Regions from separate parts of the Sus scrofa genome. Here region 1 is linked to region 2. Evidence: chromatin contacts called from public Hi-C data. All regions are on one chromosome and are shown on one strand. The core of a region is the stretch at or near the end of the contact, and the rest is flanking DNA. Distances in the headings are between cores, read along the strand shown. Region 1 has its middle 15 kb from the start of HDDC2. Region 2 overlaps LOC110260189 (a long non-coding RNA gene).

Evidence for each region. A called contact is a pair of places that touch in the nucleus more often than the background predicts.
Region 1: a Hi-C map of heart right ventricle shows a contact between it and region 2, with 5 times the contacts expected there. The contact joins two enhancer-like sites. A contact is called at or near these places in 4 of 47 Hi-C or Micro-C datasets (embryonic fibroblasts, epiblast stem cells, fetal heart ventricle and 1 more).

What each region holds. Positions count from the first base shown.
Region 1 is chr1:37,622,185-37,629,009 of Sscrofa11.1, reverse strand. No RefSeq gene overlaps it. Among named protein-coding and RNA genes, the nearest start is that of HDDC2, 15 kb to the left of the region's middle. Within about 2 kb of position 5,064, at least 12 of the 83 cell types and tissues checked have an H3K27ac peak or open chromatin away from gene starts, as enhancers often do.
Region 2 is chr1:37,369,267-37,376,803 of Sscrofa11.1, reverse strand. All of the region lies in intron 3 of LOC110260189 (a long non-coding RNA gene), which reads right to left. Among named protein-coding and RNA genes, the nearest start is that of HEY2, 140 kb to the right of the region's middle. Within about 2 kb of position 5,328, at least 6 of the 83 cell types and tissues checked have an H3K27ac peak or open chromatin away from gene starts, as enhancers often do.

The DNA.
Region 1 (6,825 bases), core at 3,815-6,314, 250 kb before region 2:
GTGTTAGTTTCAGATGTACAGCAAAGTGATTCAGTTATACATTTACATATGCATGTGTATTTATAACTGAATCAGTTTACTGTACACCAGAAACTAACATTGTAAATACACATATATTCTTTTTCATATTCTTTTCCACTGCGGCTTATTATAGGATATTGAATATAGTTTCCTGTGCTATACAGTAGGACTTTGTTGTTTGTATATTTTGTATATAGCAGTTTTTATGTGCTAATCCCAAACTCCTAATTTGTCCCTCCCCCGCTCCTCCCCCCCTTTGGTAACCATAAGTTTGTTCTTTCATGTCTGTGAGTCTGTTTCTATTTTGTAAATAAGTAACTTTGTACCATATTTTATATTCTACGTATAACATATGATATTTGTCTTTTTCTGACTTCACATTGCATGATAATCTCTAGGTCTATCCACGTTGCAGCAAAGGGCATTATTTAATTCTTTTTTATGACTGAGTAATATTCCATTGTATATATGTACTATATCTTCTTTATCCATTCATTTGTCGATGGGCATTTATGTTGCTTCCATGTCTTGGCAATTATAAACAGTGCTGCCATAAACATTGGGGTGCATGTATCTTTTTGAATTATAGCTTTCTCCAGATATGTGCCTGGTAGTGGGACTGCTATAACACCTATATTTTTAGTTTTTTGAGGAACCTCTATATTGTTTTCCATAGTGGCTGCACTAATTTATTCCCACCAATACTGTACTCTATCTTAACACAATTCAATAAGATGTGGTATTCCCTCAGGATGTCAAGATTAGGTAGGTTCAGTAACTCACCAGAGGGCACACAGCTAGTAAGCAGTGAAGCTGGGACTCCGTCCAAATTGACAGGTCAAAGAGCCCAGCTTTTAACCTCTAAACACTTGACTTCCATTTAACATACAAATGGTTTGGTCATTATAATACTATCTTAAATTTGATTTTTGAGTGTCAAAGAATTTTCAAGTATATTATTGGACTTGATGCCATCAACAGTCCAATGAGAAAGGCAGCATAGATTTTCTTACCACTCCTTCCCTTCCAGCCCCTGTCCCTGCGAGCAATATACACTTTCCACCAGGAGAGTTTAAGTGACTTGAATTAAATCATAGAATCACTAAGTGTCAGACATCGACTTGGACCCAAAGTTCTCAACCTTAGCTCATTTCCTTTCTTGTGCAGTAGCAACACCCCTTCATAATAAATCATATATTATAAGGCAAATTTCCCTCCATTGGCACTCAGCATACACTAGCTCCAAAAATCTCCATCAAAAGTCAGGCATGCTATTTAGGCAAAACTATATTAATGTCATGTAAATACATGCAGGTATATATTTTAAATCACAACTCCCTACAAAGGAAGAAGAACCTAAAATGTTTTTCAGAAATTTTATGTGAATGATTTTAGAGGCATAGGCAGTGATTCATATAATTCTATTTAGAATCAACATCTGTGTTTGTGTGTGTGTGTGTTACAAGTGGAGAGATTTGTACTTCATTAGCACAAGCAGAATATAATAAAGATAAAAATGCAAATACAGCATTAAGATATCACAATTAGTTTCAACACAGTCCCAATCTTTCCAGGACCCCCTAAACTGAAAAATTCTGGGAACCCAAGTTGGGGGGAGAGTGACCCAAAGGACAGGGCCTGAGGGTATTAGTCAGCAGATGTGGGGCCAACAGGAGAGGTACGTGCCATCACTACCCTGCTCCAGACCCCACCTTCTACACCTGTAACAGGAGGAGCCTAGAAGACTTGTGAGATCCCCAAATGCTAAACAATAATTCTTTAAATTAAAAAAAAAAAAAAAAATTGGCTGTGCCCTCTGCATGCAAAAGTTCCCAGGCCAGGGATCAAACCCTTGTCACAGTGATGACTCAAGCCATAGCAGTGATCCTCAACCACTGGGCCACCAGGGAACTCCAGTAATTCTTAATCTGAATAAAGTCTGGAGACTTGTTTTAGTCACTAGAAAATCCAAAATTTTAAAGAATATTCCAGACTGAGAAATAGATGAAGAATTTTCTACTACTCTCTTTTAAAAGTAAATTCATAGATGGTGAAGAATAATTTTAGAGCCCAGAGTCACTTCCACTAAAACAGCCATGAAGTACAATTTCAGGTACTTTGCCATTGTTGGGAGGAAAGGTAGTTGAATGCTATGCAAAGAGAAAATGGTAGTGATCGCTGATTCCCTCTTCTGGCTGACGGTTCCTCGACTCTGGCCCACTGAACGGCCACCTTGGTTTGCTGATGAGAGGTGGCGCTCTTCACCAAAGGATCATCACAGAAAATCTGGTGCTTGGGCAGGAGGCTTGCACACTTACCTTACTTCCCTTTACCGGCCACAGTTGTTCAGCATAAATCAGCTTGGAACGCATGGATATCAAAGAGGAGATTATCAAGGTACCCTGTTGCCTTAGATGATACACTTCATTCAGAATTAAAAGAAGAGAGAGAAGAGGAAGGAGGAGAAGGACGAGGAGGAGGGGGAGAAGGGAGAAAAAATCTTCAAAGACTTTCAACGTTTCAAGAAATGTTGGAATTCTCTGGTGGGCCATTCTTAAGTTCCTTTGGAAATTTGCGTTCCAAATGAGTGTGACAAAGAGATGGGTTTAGAGGCCTCTAGTGCTGCAAGACAAAGAAATTGGAGTTTTAGGACCTAAGCCACAACTGGGTTAACATGTATCAGCATTCAAATGGTGCTCTAGAGAAGAACGTGTCCTTGGAGACCTTCAGAGGTACAGGTATTATTCTTAGTAAACAAACAAACAAACAAAAAAACCCCGAAGTATTATGAATAGAAATTAAAAATTTAGGATTTAATAAACTGGTTCGAATTTAACACAGAACTCCCAGAAAGCCCGGCACAAGGATTTGGCCCTGGGCTTAAACTGATGGGGGTACAGGATGCATCTTTTTATATCCTTTGAATAATGAATCTCTTCATGGTCGTGAAGTAGAAAGTGTTGGAATTTTTCCTTGGCCTGGAGCTAAGTGGGTTGCCACTCTTTTAGCCTTAAACTGGGTCAACTCCCCAGCTTGTGTAACAGCACCCCCAGTTTATATTTGAACTTCTCCAAAAATGGAGTGCTCACTGTCTCATCCAACTTGGAGTGTCCTTCTTATTAGATCATTCCACTTTCATTAATGTGAAATCTGCTTCCCTGAAGTTTTCTTGTTTTGTTTTGCTTTTGTCTTTTTAGGGCCACACCCATGGCATATGGAAGTTCCCAGGCTAGCGGTTGAATCAGAGTTGCACCTGCTGGCCTATACCACAGCTCACAGCAATGCTGGATCCTTAACCCATTGAGCAAGGCCAGGGAACAAACCCGCATCCTCATGGATACTGGTCAGGTTCTTAACCCACTGAGCCACAACGGGAACTCCAAGGTTTTTTTTTTTAATACATCAACAAAACAATACTTCAAAAAGCATTTTTGAGCTTCTGCCACATGTCAGGCCCTGTTTGGGCTTTAGGAGTAAAAAGATGAAGAGATTACATATAGTTCAACTGATTTGGTGAAATTTATAGTTCAATCTGATACATCTCAGTTTTTTTCATACTAGCACTCCTAAGAAACGGGCCAAACTCTCAGTAGAAGCTTTCTTTGCAGGCACATTGGCATCTCAGCAGAGATGTAATTTGAAGTCCCTAAGGGATTCTACTCACCATCACACCCCCACGTAAGAATCACTCCTGGGTGGCTCTTATGTCTATAGAAGTCCAATCTATGTCAACAGGATGGCAAGTTATATATCTGAAGGCAACTATCACCACCCTTCTCTCTACCCCAATCAATTCTTCTTTAGGCTAGACACGCCACAGAATTCATACTGTATTATTATCAGTTATAATTATTATCATTATTATCTTTTTGAAGTAAAGATTGTATCCAAAAAAAAAAAAAAAAAGAGGTTGGTAGTAGCTGTGAATGCAACTGTCTCTGTGGTAAGCGGAACTGAACCCGTCAGGCCAAACGCATTAGCTGAACGTTGTGAGCTGCATTGTGGATAAGGCTTTTCTAATAAAACATAGTCCCTCTCCCGGCCCAGAGGGAGAAGGACATGGAGTAGGGAATGGAGAGATGAATAATGCACTTATTCCCCCATCCTCTTGTCTTCCTTGGTTCTAAAGCACAACAGATTGTCCCTTGATGAGGATTAGAAAGGAGAAAGAGAAAGTATATTCTGCACTGATTGGCAAAACCTAAAATTTAAAGAGAGGGGAAAAGAAGAAAAAACAAGCTAAGATAAAAATCATTCCTGCTTATATATCTGGAATGTTTATAATGTAAAGAGACAGCTGCATTAAAGGATTTAGCCCCACTGCCTGATTAACATCATTTGATCTTTTGCTATTGAAAAGACCCTGTGTATTTTCAAAGGCAATGAACTTCTTAAATAGAACCAGGAGTCTGGGTTAGCAGAAAGCTGTTAGGAAACCACTCATTTTTTGTTCAGTAATCGTTTTGTCCTACCTGCTTCATAATCTTCCGTTTCCATCTCTCTATCATTGGGGGATGCATCTAAATCTGAAAATTGGGGCTCTGAGACATGTGACTTGTCAAAAGCTAACATAAAAATTATTATGACCTAAATTGGTCAGATTGGATTTTCCCTGTGAGTATCATCATAGTGGAGCTTCTTTTTGTTTTTTTCTGAGTTCATTTTTTTAATCCTTTACTCTCCATCCCCCCAAATCCCCATGCAATTTCAGTGGGAGAGATTAGCACATCATTACACCATAGCATTTTCAGGATTTACTTTCTATCTTGCTTATCTGCTTTCTTTTTGCAAGTTTCCAGCGAGATTGGTACTGCCACTGAATTAGATCACCAGGGAGCCAACATTTTCCGTTCGCCGACTTGGTGCAGTGCTGATGGGAGGAAGAGGAACATCCCATGTCCACACTGTCAGCCCAGGGTGGCCAGGCCATAGAGTGGGGAGGGCCTCTGGTCTTTTGGGAGGACCCGGCAGTCGTCATAACTAGTTCAGTCTCTGTGGCCCATTCAGCTCTTGGTATCGCTGCCAAGCCGGCCAACAAAGGAGCATTGTAATCCTGACAGTTTCCCAGCATTGACTGGACAGACACAGACCACCAACCAGCTCCTTTGGCTTCTAACAGTTCACAAGTGAGACCATGAATAGAGAAAAGTCAGTGGCAAAAATCCCACATCCTGCTGAAGTTGGTGTGGTGATGCTTTTCTAGCCAGTGAGTCTCCCTTCAAGCTGGTCATCCTCATACCTGTTTACTTTTGCTTTTTTGTTTGTTTCCAAATGCAGTTAGCTTGAATGGTAAGGCATAATCCTCATCAACGCCACCAAGAAATAAGGCTTGAGTTTTGAAAAATAATCATACGGCATGCAGTACTTGGGAGAATGGAAAGTATAATAAAAATGAAAGTTCATGATAAGCTTCTAAGAAGCAATAATTCCAGCTAGTGCTAGAGGTCACTGTGATTCTTAAGTTGAATTTGGGGGTAATAGACAAGGGAGTTCAGGAAGAAAATGGAATTGTTTTAACTCATTGTGGTATTATTTATTGATTGATTGATTTTGCTTTTTAGGGCTGCACCCATGGCATATGGAGGTTCCCAGGCTAGGAATCAGAGCTACAGTTGCCAGCCTACACTACAGCAAGACCAGATCCAAGCCACATCTGCAACCTATGTCACAGCTCATGGCAAGGCTGGATCTTTGACCCACTGAGCAAGACCAAGGATAGAACTGCAACCTCATGGTTCCAGGTCGGATTAGTTTCCCCTGAGCCACAACAGGAACTCCTCCTTTCGGTTTTTAGGCATGCACCCCAAAGCCTGCCTTTTCTATAGACCAGGCCAAGGACACCTACAACTCTGATTTTAAGAATAACAATAAAGGAGTTCCGGTTGTGGCGCATCAGAAACAAATCCGACTAGTATCTATGAGGATGCGGGTTTGATCCCTGGCTTCCCTCAGTGGGTTAAAGATCCAGTGATGCCGTAAACTATGGTGTAGGTCGCAGATGCAGCTTGGATCACTAGCTGCTGTGGCTATGGTGTAAGCTGGCAGCTGTAGCTCCAATTCGAACCCAAGCCTGGGAACTTCCATATGCTGCAAGTGCAGCCCTAAAAAGCAAAAGCAAAAAAAAAAAAAAAAAAAAAAAAAGAGTAACAATAAAATATTTAAGAACAAAGTAAAAATTTCAGATGTTTGGTTTGGTTTGGTTTGGTTTTTGTCTTTTGTCTTTTTAGGGCCTCACCCTCAGCATATGGAGGTTCCCAGCCTAAGGGCTGAATCAGAGCTGTCAGCCTATGCCACAGCCATAGCAATGTGGAATCCAAGCCTCGACTGAGAGATCTACACCACAGCTCACAGCAACCCTGGATCCTTAACCCACTGAGTGAGGCCAGGGATCAAACCCACGTTCTTATGGATGCTAGTCCGGTCTATTAACCACTGAGCCATGATGGGAACTCCATAAATTCAGAGATATTTATTATGACTTTATCACTTATTGAAAGTCAGGAAGTATTTTTGTCAATCAGATAAAATGACCTTTTAAAACATTTTAATAGTAAATTTGGTGTAATTCTGTTTATTGAAATTTCTTCCTTTATAAGTACAAATTACAATAATGGGATGCCACATTTACTTACTAGTCATCAAATATTCAGACAAATGGCAGTGCGTCACGCTGGTAGGAGAGGTGGGATAAGAACCGGGGTATAAACTGAATCCCTTGACCTAGCAGAACTTAAATAATAATTTGACCTTTGACCCAGTTACTCTACTTGTTCAAATGTATTTTGTGTTTAAATATTTGATAGA
Region 2 (7,537 bases), core at 4,079-6,578:
CTCGAAGTGGTAGGAGCAAAGTCTTCATGGTCGGATGACACAGACTTTCTCATGGTAAACATATGGGAAGTTTTGGGAGTTCCCATTGTGGCTCAACAGTAAAGAGTCCAACTAGTATCCATGATGATGTGGGTTCCATCCCTGGCCTTGCTCAGTGGGTTAAGGATCCAGCATTGCTGTGAGCTAGGGTGTAGACTGGCAGCTCCAGCTTGGATTCAATCCCTAGTCTGGGAATTCCCATATGTCGCAGGTACGTCCCTTACCAAAACAAAAACAATGACAAAACTCTCTCATTTAAACTGATGTTTTAAAAAATCATAGTAGAACACATAATATAAAATTCACCATCTTAGCCATTTTTATTGTATTTATTTGTTTATTTGTTTTGCTTTTTAGGGTAGCATCTGCAGCATATGGAAGTTCCCAGGCTAGGGGTTGAATCCAAGCTGGAGCTGCCGGCCTGTACCACAGCTCACAGCAATGCCGGATCCTTAACCCACTGAGTGAGGCCAGGGATCGAACCCTCATGGATACTAGTCGGGTTGGTTACCACTGAGCCACAGCGAGAACTCCTCTTAGCCATTTTTAAATGTACCATTCAGTAGTGTGAAATATAATCACATTGGGCAGAATTCTTTATCTTGCAGAATTGAAACTCCATACTCATGAAACAACTTTGCATTCTCCTTCCCCAGACCCTGCCAGTCACCTTTCTACTCTCTATCTCTGTGAACCAGACTATTCTCTGTGCCCCACCTGAGTAATCATACGGTCTTTGTCCTTTTGTGACTGGCTTATTTCACTGAGAATAATGTCCTCAAGATTCATCCATGTTGTATCATGGGTCAGAATTTCCTTCCTTTTTAAGACTGAGCAATACCCCATTGTGTGTATACCACATTTGGTTTTATCCATTCATTTGTCAATCCGTGCTAGCATCGCTACCACTTTCGGCTACTGCGAATAATGTTGCTATGACCATGGACATAAAAATATCTCTTGGAGGCCTTGATTTCAACTCTTTTGGGTATACAACCAGAAATAGAATTGCTGGTCACATGATAATTCTATTTTTAATTTTTTGAGAAACTTCCAATCCTGTCTTCCATAGCATTACATTTTACATTCCCACCAAGAGTTCACAAGGGTTCCAATTTCTCCCCATCATCACCAATGCTTGTTGTTATTTCTGGTTTTGTTGATAGGAGCTACCCTAATGGGTGTGAAATAGTATCTCGCTGTAGTTTTTATTTACATTTCCCTAGTGATTAATGAGGTTTAAGATTCTTCTCATGTGCTTGTTGGCCATTTGCATATCTTCTTCAAAGAAATGTCTGCTCAAGACCTTTGTCCATTTCTAAATCAGATTGCTTGAGTTTCTTCTGTTGTTGAGTCATAGTTCTTTGTATATTTCTGATTCAAACTTATCAGATATATGGTTTGCAAATATTTTCTCCCACTCTGTGGATTGCCTTTCCACTCTGTTGATTGTGTCCTTTAATTCAAAGAGTTTTTAATTTTGATGTAGTTCAGTTTATCTATTTTCTTCTTTTGTTGCATGAGCTTTTAGTGGCATACCCATGTATAAACTGATATTTTGTGCATCGGACTAATAAGGCAAGAATCACTATCTCTTTACAGACTTTCTGGGAATCCAAACCCTTTGGTTCAAATACTCCTAAGGGAGCCTTGTGAGTATATAAACAGAGCAAATTCTACTGCAGAAACACCACTGAGGCTACTAGGTTCAATAAAATTGGAACCCCTTGTTTGTTTATTCAGCAGCCTGTGTGTGGAAGCCAGAGGGCACTGAGATGCCAGGCTCGTGCTTGAGAAGCCTGCTGTTCAGCCCTGCCTGCTGTCACAAGAGAGACAGGCAGTGTGGAGGGTCATGTGTCAGTGAGTAATCACTAAGAAAAGCAACGCTCTGAAGGGCCGATCAACACATCAGGGTCAGGACGCATCACGTGGACCTGTGGATGCCTTTGCGTGCGTGTGCACATTTTAAGTACCTATTGAGACCTGTCAAACATGATCAAATGTCTTTAATTAAGTGCCTGGGCCAGTCTGTATGCATACACATGCAACTCTCCATGTTTATCCACTGTTAACTTGATAAACATTTTCTATGGAATTTCACATTAACTGATTTACCTAAGCAAGTAAATGCAATACACACTGAAAGAATTTTGACTCTTTTGCCCACTCTTGGTTTTCCGGTAAACATCTTTATATTTCATACACACAAGAACTTCTCCAACTAGGTTTGCAGCCAAAACATGATTTAGAATCTATACGTGGGTGCACAGGCGCTTCATTTTCAAATATCTCTAGTGAATTTTGTTTCAAGTGTTCTGGCTAGCATTTGAAACAGTGCAATGTGTCTAGCACTACTTCTCAATTTTTAATCTGGGTGTATTTCAAGGAGAATTTAATCCATCTGGTTCTGATTCACTTACTCTTAACTCATCAAAGTGGTACTTGGTAATTGATGTTTGATGTCCAGAACGACTTGTGGGGTTTTAGGTCATTATCACAATTCCCCCACCCCCAGCCTATCTGCCCCTCCACAGCACTGGCCATAATCAAGAAGTTGTGTTTTTATTTACCTGCCGTACTTTCAAATGACCAAATGTCAGAGCTTTCAGCCCTCCATTGTCATGATTTTGGAGTGGGATAAAATACAAGGCCTGGGGCAGCAGGTTGCTGGGGGCTATGCATGCTCCAAGGGCCTCAACTGCTCAGGAGGCATGACCACACACTCTGCACTGTCCCCTCGCCTGAGGTCTGTGTCCACAGTGGATGTCCCTAGGCGCTGGGAGCAGAGCTCTGAAACTTCTTTCATCTAGCATTCACACATGACACCACAGCCACTCCCATGCCTGTAGCACAAGCAGACATAAACGGGCCCCCAGACCAGCGTTCTCATCATGCATGCAGTCTCTTTATGATTCCTTCCAAACAAGCTCTCAATTCGGTAAGCCCCATGTATCAGGACAGTGACACCATCCACTGCTCAGGCCCTTGCAAATCCTACCAGTAGAGAACTTTCTACCATCTTCTCAAGTCCTTCAAAAGAAGATCTCAGAATGCTTACTTAAATATCCACAATGAGAAGAAAATTCAGTCTATTATTTCCAAAAAAAAAGCATTTCAGATTTAGCACTGGAATTGGTCTTGAAGATCATGTAATCTCGACTCCCCTTACATCTGCAAGTGTAAACTGTTTTATTTCTGTATTTGTTCTTTCTTTGTAATGTTAGTGACATATGGCCTTAGTCGGCTTCTCCACTCATCAGTCTCTCAGTAAACTTTGCTGATCATCTTGCTTGTGTCAGACACCCTGCTAGACCCTGGGGCTTTCAAAGGCAAGCCTGTCCTTGCAAGAGCTACACATGTATTCCCTGCCCACTGAAAGCTGACAGCTCAGGGTCCTCTCACTACTGGCACTGTGCCCTTGTGAAACAACAAATGATGTCAATGGCAAATAAGCAGAGCTGCAGAGGTCAACAGATTGCAAAGTCACAGATGACTTTGGGGAACCCAGTTTCATCCCCAAGGCATCTATCAATAAATTTTGCTGACGGCCCTCTTGTTTTGATTTGTGGACTGTAGTTCTGTTAGTTTTCCTATTGACCTTTGGATGGCATTTTGGAATTCAGAGGAGACAAAGAAAACTTATACTGATCTATGTCTGTCAATGAACTCTGTTTAGTTAATAAAAGAGCATCTGCCAGCTAGCACAGAGCCCCACCCTGCAGAGAACTGCAGAGAAACATCCTGGAGAGATGGAGGAGGGTGATGAGAGGTCAACATTAAAAGAGGTCAACTAACCAGAAAAATTCTTTTTTTTTTTTTTTGTCATTTTGCCTTTTCTAGGGCCACTCCCTTGGCATATGGAAGTTCCCAGGCTAGGGGTCTGATCGGAGCTGAAGCCGCCGGCCTATGCCAGAGCCACAGCAATGCAGGATCCGAGCTGTGTCTGTGACCTACATACACCACAGCTCACAGCAACGCCAGATCCTTAACCCTCTGAGCAAGGCCAGGGACTGAACCCGCAACCTCATCGTTCCTAGTCGGATTCTTTAACCACTGTGCCACGACAGGAACTCCCTTCTTTTTTTTTTTTTAAGGGTTCTATATTTAAGCTTCTGAAAACTTCAATGCTAACATACCAAAAAAAAAAAAAAAAAAAAAAAAATGCACATGGAGGCAAAGCAGAGAGGAGGTAAAGGGCTCCCCAAGCCTGAGTCACAAGTACTTCTTGCTTTTTCTTAAAAACGTTTCCTCAGCTTAAAATCATTCCTCTTTGCAACATCGAAGATCAAATGTATGACCATTTATATAAACTCTAGTACTGCAAGTATCACAGTGAAGAATTACCTCACAACGTTCTGCATGTTGAATATTTTACTGATGCTTTTAGGTCTTAATGTGAGAAGGTAGTAATCCATTTCTGGCAACTTCGCCTTTGTGATATTTACTTTTATCAGCTGATAGAAAGAGAAAGCTTCCTTTCTTACTTTTGCTAGCTTTTCCATGTCTCTTTAACAACTGCATTTTACTATCATACCTTAAAGGAAACGTTTTCAGGCTACCGAGACCTATGGCAATGAGGTCATCTGAAGTTTTAGGACCTAAAGTAGGAATCGTACTCTGAATAGAATGAGCCTAGCTCATACCAGACGAGCTGAGAGCTTATCTTACCAGGACATAGGCTCCCCGTGGGTGGAGGAGATGGCGATTGCTGCCTTTCTTTCCTTCTCCGTTAGAGTTAAGCAGATGTGGTCAATCACCACGTCAGAGAGCGTGTGGAAATGTATTTGAGTTCATGTGTGGTTTCCAAGTCTAAATCGGCCAGGCCATCATTTCTCTGGGAGCCTAATGTAGGCAGTAAATTTTGCACTCACCCACTAAATGGGTACACTTGCCCCTTAATCTGTCTTCCTGCAGGAGGGTGGCCCTGGCATCATCCAGCCTAAACTTGGGGCCAGCCTTTCCCTGGAGTCCTGTCCCATGAGTTACAGCCTGCAGTACGGGGGCTGAATAGAAATCAGCCTCCAGAAACTCAACTGGAAGGGCTGACCGGAATTCAACCCAATGTGGAGAATGGCAGGAAAGCTTCTATTATTCTACTTCTTTCTATCTGCTGTGAGGCAGCACGGCGCCTGGAGTCTGACTGAGCTTAACTCATTTCCCTGGATTTCCGAGTCACAGCCACAATGCCTACTAAAGCCAAATATCTCACTCCTGAGGCTCACTACACTTCCTGATATAGGATGCACTTGCCTGTCTCCTGGTGACCTTCAACACTAATAAAGGAGTCATAATATGACCTAGACAAGACTTGGAAGCCAACCAAAATGCAAATGATTGACGGGAGTGCTTTCTGTTATCTACTGTTTGTCCTGACATTTTGGTGTGGTTCTTTTTATTATGGTTGTGGGAGTAGGAAGCTTAAAAATACATTACAGGCCTTGCTCTCAGCACTGGGGAAGGTTAATCCTAAAGCAGGGCAAAAGAAACTTTGTTATAGACTGGAAACCCACAGGCCCCACCTACAATTTTTGTTCTCTCTTCCCCTGGCTTGCTGGAAGGATGGCAATGGCACTTTGGAAACAATTTTTAATGAGAAATCTCTCCAGTTCTGGGTACAGGGTTAAAGGAGCAAATTCTCGAGCTGACTTTTTGTGTTGCTGATTATCTCTCATTATCTCGGCTTGCTCTTTCTCAAATGTTATTCAAGTGATTAGCATTTCTGCAGAAAGATCATGAATTTGCTGTCCCATCCTTTCTTTTTTAAATCTTTTTTTTTTTCTTCCAAAATAAGATAGATGTTTGGTCTGATGCATAATGCAGATCCAAAAATATCTACTTGAATGACAAATCAGAACTGGGGAAATTATTGGAGTCATCTCTTAGGTTTGCTAGTTTTCATGTTTTCAGTGTCTTTAAGTTCAAATACTTTTTTTTTTTTTTTGAGGCAGGCTTTTTGTATTTCTACTATTCCTGTCCCTTCTACTTAATACATTTAGATTCAGAAGGTCAGTTTATATCCAGCTGGACAGAGAGGCAGGCTGCCCAAATGTTAGTTGCCCTTTTGTATTGGGAAAGTATCCACTCAGTTGCTAATGTGCAAGGAGTTCTTGGGAAACCCACCCTGGAAGTTCATTCTGCCATCCTCAGAGACCAATGGCCTCAGGTGATCTATCAAGCCATGACTAGGAATGCTCATAGTTCCTATATGAGCAAAAACAAATGAACTCGGATTCCTCCATGCTATGCACCAGACTGGACGGGCGCATTAGTCTCCATGATAACAGCCCCCAGCAGGTGAGAGTATGCTATGAGCATTATTTCTAAAACATTCCTTTTAATACTTGTATTTCTGTGTTGAGGAACCCCTCTATTTCTTTTTAATCTGTTTATTAGATTTAGATTTAACTAATACTTTTGAGTTCCTACTATGTGCTGGGCATTGTGTTAGATTCCTTCTTAAATGATAACAACAACAACAAAAATACCCAATATTTATTATGAGCTTACTGAATGCAAGGCAATCCTGAAATACTTTACATGAATTAACTCATTTAATTCTTGCAGCAATCCTATCAGAAGCTTTATTTCATTAGCCAAGAATAACATCACAGATTTATATGGTGATTCTTATGACACAGATGATAATTCTAAGATACAGAGAATTTTAAACACCTTGCCCAAGGCCAAGGGCCAGGAACCAAGATTCACTCTTAGACCCTTACATACATACAGCATCCTCCATCCATCTTGGCTGTATTGCATAAAACTAATTTTTTTTTTTTTTTGTCTTTTTGCCATTTTCTTGGGCCGCTCTCGCGGCATGTGGAGGTTCCCAGGCTAGGGGTCGAATCGGAGCTGTAGCCACCGGCCTACGCCAGAGCCACAGCCACGCGGGATCCGAGCCGCGTCTGCAACCTACACCACAGCTCACGGCAACGCCGGATCGTTAACCCACTGAGCAAGGGCAGGGATCGAACCCGCAACCTCATGGTTCCTAGTCGGGTTCGTTAACCACTGCACCACAACGGGAACTCCCGCATAAAACTAATTTTAATTCTATTGGATACTTGCTTCATCAAACTAATTCTTAGAGCTGAGCTGTTTCTCAACATGTCATAAAGATTTTTTGGAAAGTAAATTTCTGAATTATTCTTCTACTGGTCTGTTGTAGATCAGTACTAACACATAGAGAAGTTAACCCGACAGAGTATCTGAACATAACATACCTGTAGAAGAGCAGACCCAACAATCAAACAGATACCGTAGTATAAACATACTTTAACTACAAGGTTGCAAATTCCACATTCTACACAAATAACTAATACACAACCATAGTTAGTACCTCTGGAACTAACTTTAATTCATTTTCTGTGTTTGGTTACTCACACTTTGGTTATGGAAATATTGTAACACATTAGTGATCTTCTATTGAATAGAAATTCTCCATGAAATAATCTGGACCAAAAAGCTAAATGAGTTCTTTAAAATTATTTAAATA